Regions from separate parts of the Zea mays genome. Here region 1 is linked to region 2. Evidence: chromatin contacts called from public Hi-C data. All regions are on one chromosome and are shown on one strand. The core of a region is the stretch at or near the end of the contact, and the rest is flanking DNA. Distances in the headings are between cores, read along the strand shown.

Region 1 (2,700 bases), core at 193-2,692, 250 kb after region 2:
CCGGCTCTGCACCGAACGGCAGAAGCTACTGCCCTCGCTACATCACGTTCCCGTCGTACAAACCGTCCGGTGAGTTTCTGTTTTCTATTACTGCCGTTGTGTGAATGGAATCAGTGCAGGATGCACAGCCGCACCGCACAGGGGAAGAGAATTGAGTCCAGATTTGTCATGGCTTTGCCGCTGCACTACTCTGATCGGACACTGTGATTGCGATTGCAGTGGTGGCCAATACTACGGAGGGGATCAACAACCAATCCAATGGCGAGGTTCCGAGCTACATGCGTACGTCTGACTCTGAGTAGCGTCCAGGACTCCAGGTTCTGTGGGCCTCTGCCGAGCCGAGTTTGTATCAAATATCAATAGAGCGAGACGCCACGGCGTGCTTGCAAAATTACCGGCCCGGTATGGTCCTGTATAATTCTTTCATTCACAGTATCGAATGACTGGCCACCGCGCACCGGGATTTGGAAATGAAATGTGAATGTTAATGTATATTATATTCACTTGACTGTACCAGATTCGTGCACAGGATAGTTTGACAACTTCGTTTTTTTCCAAATTATTCTCATTTCCTTACGGCCCTGTTTGGATCATTGGAATTTAATTTGATTCTAATAATAATAATTTAGACACATCAATTAAGCTAATACAGTTTTATGTAAAATATATTTATATACTATTATTAATAAAATATCAGAGATATTTATGTACTACATTTTTACTATAGAGTAGTTAGTCTAAAAGCGTATTATAAATTGTAGAGTATAAATATATTCTACTTATACATAAAATTATTTTTTCCTCTACTCCATGAATTTGAGATAGACTATCTCTAAACTTTGAAAATTGGTGGAATATCAAATTTCAAACTAAATAGATTACTTTATTAAATAAATTCCAATTTCTACTAAATAAATGGATCTAAACGCTCTGTAAAGGAAAATAAACTGACTTTTCTTGAAAAATAAAAATACCTTCGTAAAATAGCGTTCCCAAGCTAGGGCTCGTGTCTCATACTTTTTCTCCGCGAGGAGTTGAGAGTCTGCTTGCGTTGTTCCTGGTTGCGTGTCACTTTTCAGTTCTGGTCTTATCGCTGCACGCATCTCGTTTGCGGTTAGTTGGCTTGGCTAGTTGCTTCGTCGCATCGCAACCGGCTACGGCCGATGCTGATGGCCAAGGATATTCCGTATCAAACCCATGTGCGAGTGCGAGGCCAAGGATATTCCGCGCTATCTTCTTCAGTTCTTCCATTCCGTTGAGATAATCACGATACGCAACAAAAAAAAGTTTTTTAGCAGCTAATAAGGGGCAAAAAGGAAAACAAAATTAGAGGTGGTCCCCGATACGGCAGCGCGGGGCCCCACTTGCAGCGAGACGGCCGTTTCCTAGCCCCTCCGAGCCACCACCGTTGGCGTTGATACAGCCCCCCCACCTGGCCTCATCGCCCCGAAGAGTTGTGGTACAGTTGTACTGAGCTGAGCTGCCGGAGGCAGAATAGGAGAGGCAGGCGATGACGATGGCGACGAAGGCGGCGTGCGTGCTGGCGGTGTGGGTGCTCGTCGCATCGGGCCTGTCCGACCTGGGCTCAGCGCGCGCGCCCCTGGGCAGCAAGCCGCAGCGGGAGTTCGACTACTTCGCGCTCTCCCTCCAGTGGCCCGGCACCATCTGCGCCTCCACCCGCCACTGCTGCGCCACCAACGGCTGCTGCCGGTACGTGCTCCGCGCTGTGCCGCGCCGCCGACCGGTGGCTCCCTTCCCCTATCTTATCCTCCCGTCCAAACGCCGAGAGCTCGCCGCTCGCCCCGTAGATCAGTTTTCTGCTATCCGATTTCGTTTTGGTCGATGCGAGACCTCACGCCCTTTTTTTTTTGTCTCTCCTGTCCTGCCCCGCGTACAGCTCGGAGCCTCTCCAGACGTTCACGATCCGTAAGTGCTCGGCCTTTCGATTTCTGTTCATATGTTCCGTCAGGTGAATACGGGATCGGTTTCGTCTGAATTTCGCGACTGTTGCCGCTCGAGCAGACGGGCTATGGCCGGACTACGACGACGGGACCTGGCCGTCGTGCTGCCGCCGCACCCAATTCGAGATGGACAAGGTGACTGCCTGACCCACGGCCTCACAGCGGGTTGCTTTCGCTTCCGTTTGGTCCTCCTGTCGCGTTTGGTTCTGTGGACGAGTTCTCAACAACCGTGCTGATTTATGGTTTCGTGCCATCATCTGGTGGTGTAGATATTGCCACTGAAGGAGGTGCTTGACAAGTACTGGCCGTCCCTCTACTGCTCCAAATCTGGAACATGCTTCAGCGGCAAGGGACTCTTCTGGGCTCACGAGGTGCAGTAGTAACATCCGAATTCAGAACTAGATTCGTCCATTGTGCTATTTAACTCCGAAAGGCTACATTATGCCTCAGTTTGAACCTCTTTGCTGTTTCCTTTTCATGTTGTCTTTGTCTTACGGGGTGACGTTTTCTGCTCAATTCGCCTGTTGCTCATCTTCAGTGGGGTAATGTTCTTTGTTTTCAATGACTTTTACTTGCAAAATAGTCTGACATTATGCTTTGCGCAGACGTTTCTGATAATTGCATGACTGGCATACCCTTAACATGGAGTTTCATTTTTCAGAGAAACATGGAACCTGCTCTGCCCCTGTGGTTCAGGATGAATTACAGTATTTCACCCTTGCCCTTGACCTCTACTTCA
Region 2 (2,700 bases), core at 111-2,610:
TAGGGATGTTAACGAGGCAGGTTCGGGGTAGGTAGAGCGTTCGCAGACCCGAACCCAAAACTCGAGAATAAAATCTGCATCCGACTTGAACCCTATCTCAGATTAAAATCTGAAGAATCAACCTCCTTGTGCCTCCTGCTCAATGCTCCCTGGACCGAGCAACAAAATAGGCATTTGTTTACAGTCGCGCATAGGTCGCGAGGAGGCAGCTTGGCCCACTGGAGGCGAGGGTGAGGTGTCAGAGAGGAGGCAATGTAAATCTTAGGGCCAGCGCAAGCGCAACAGAGCAAGGAAGATGGGAGAGGGAGGGAAGGTTGAGTGATTTCTCAACGTGGTGGGAAGTTTTCTCCTCGGCTCTACGAAAATGCGACACTACGACGACCAGTGGGAGGAGCACGGAGCACCTAGAGACTGGAGCAGCGGGCAGCGCCACAACGACCAGTGGGGGAGTAGTGGACGGTGCCGCGTCAACATGTGGGGAGTAATAGGTGGTGCACGTGTGGCCGGGGAATAATGGAGGAAGCAGGGAATAAGGAAGCGATGACTTTAGGGCAAGCGAATCAGTTGGGCCTCTACCTTATATATATCACGTTATAGGGCCATATTTTAGGCTTGCATACTGTTCGCACCTATGGAAAACCGTCATGTAGTGTTCAATACCCGCGCCGAACCCGTAGACTGCCATGTCCCCTATTGGATCGAAAACCCACGGGTACCCGCCCAACTGTCATTCCTATGCACACGGATAGGAGATCCAACCACGCCAACACATATTTCAGGGGGTGTTTGAATCTGTAGTCTTCACATAGAATGTTTGTTTGGATCCACTCAACTAACTGTAGTCTTTGCCATATAGAATATTTGTATAATAATTATAGATATTAAATATAATCTAAGTGTAAAACTAAAACACAGATAAATAATAAAAGACGAGACAAATTTATTAAAGCTATATTTAATTCTCATAATTAATATTCCAACATTTGATATAATACGAAATAAACTTTAATTAGAGGAAGCACTTTATCCGCTAAATTCAATGTGCGGCACGCTATCTCCACCTCCACAGCCACGTGACATTTCCTCCGCACGATGCCACGGTCACTTCATCACTGTCAGTTCACACACAGACTCACTGCTCGAGCTCGAGGAGGTGTTTTGCTAATTTTGCAGCGCCAGGGCTGGAAAAAAATATTCCGAACAACCACAGGGGTGAGTGCACGAAACGTGTGTCACTTTTGTCTTCAGCTTGCAGCAGCTTCAGCTTCTCAGTTCTCACAGCCAACGCAGGCGTCCAAGTCCAAGCAAAGCCCCGCTCCTGTCACAGACAAATTTCCACGGGAGTATCTCCCCCCCTGCTTTTTTCTTCTTCCCTTCACCCCCCGCGTGCGCGCTCAGTCCCTCTCGCCTGTGGCGACGCTTGAGCGACCGCTGCTGCCGCTCGACGCCAGATCTTCGCCGTGCCGCTCCGGTGACGAGCACCCTCCAGGTATGCCCTTGGAGGTATGCCCGCCCTTTCTTTTTCCTTCCTGCCGCGCGAAACCGTGCACCCAAACCCTAGCTTACGCTATTTGGCATTTCTACTCGGATCTGATCTAATTACAAGTGTACACGTGTCTTCTGCCAGCTAACTTCGATTGTCTTCGCAAAAAATTGACTTTTTTTTTCTGGGTTCGCCCCTTCTCAGCGTAAGGAGGGGAGTCGGAGATGTTTTACTCGCAGTTCATTTTGGCCAAAAAGGGTCCCCTCGGGACCATATGGATTGCCGCGCACTTGGAGCGGAAGCTGCGCAAGAACCAGGTCGCGGACACGGACATCGGCGTCTCCGTAGGTGGGTGGCCTTGCTCAAGCTTCCAACAATTTGCTTTCAATCTAGGTTTTTTTGCTCTACTGTTAGGTCTGTGACCTGACCCGTAGGATGGTAAAGTGTTGTTTTGCTAATGCTCGTCAGTCTTGTAGCTTCTAGTTATGCCCAGCGTTAAGTAGCTTCTACCTGCTGCTATCAGAAGCGTAAAAAGATAACCTTTTTTTGAACTGTCAGCTGTCAATGAGTTGTCAGTTCTTTTTTTGTTTAATTTGCGGTGCATCACTGCATCATCTACATCGCTGTAGAAAATCATTACTTGGTAGATTTAGCATGATACTACCTTGGTTCATGTAGCTGTTTCTTTTTGCTGTTCTATTGCCTGCTAGTGCTAGGTACAGCACCGATGGCTTTTTTGCTCAGTTACATTGGTTGTTGCTGACCGAAGGGGTGTCTCCTTTGGGAATACTAGTTTTTTTTGCATTAATTCGTCCTACCAGGAGAAATTCTTAGGTAAAGCTTATTACAACTGTTAGAGTGGAAGCACTAATCAGTTCAACCCAAAAGAACTTTTGGGTTGAACTGGTTAGTGCGTCCACTCTAACAACAGCAATATAATACTATCACCCTGTGTCGTGTCCCTGACATGTGGAAAGAACTCATCTTTCTGGCTTTGATTACTCCGTGACTATTTTTAACCTTTTGATAATATAATTCGTCATTCTAGCTGGACTACTGTGTAATCTAAAAAAACTCGGCCAGTAGGGAAAAGACCACCCACACAGTATTATATTAAGAAGAAGCTCGATCGGAGCCCCGACCGAGAAAGGCCATGAAAGCTGGTCCCCCATGCAACATGAGGGTTCACCCCCTATAGGCCAGATCTTTACTCGTGC

What was found. A called contact is a pair of places that touch in the nucleus more often than the background predicts.
Region 1: a Hi-C map of ear shows a contact between it and region 2, with 3 times the contacts expected there. The contact joins the promoter of LOC100192701 here to the promoter of LOC100383357 in region 2. A contact is called at or near these places in 4 of 25 Hi-C or Micro-C datasets (ear, endosperm, leaf and 1 more).

Annotation. Positions count from the first base shown.
Region 1 is chr3:172,304,439-172,307,138 of Zm-B73-REFERENCE-NAM-5.0, forward strand. LOC100192701 reads left to right here and starts at 1,443. Exons shown (of 9, transcript NM_001137904.3): 1 at 1,443-1,710; 2 at 1,898-1,926; 3 at 2,023-2,096; 4 at 2,231-2,332; 5 at 2,500-2,503; 6 at 2,623-2,700. The coding sequence starts at 1,511. It overlaps LOC100284088, which reads left to right. Exons shown (of 9, transcript NM_001156986.2): 8 at 1-69; 9 at 220-476. The coding sequence ends at 302.
Region 2 is chr3:172,056,938-172,059,637 of Zm-B73-REFERENCE-NAM-5.0, forward strand. It overlaps LOC100383357, which reads left to right and starts at 1,361. Exons shown (of 15, transcript NM_001176013.1): 1 at 1,361-1,503; 2 at 1,688-1,831. The coding sequence starts at 1,708.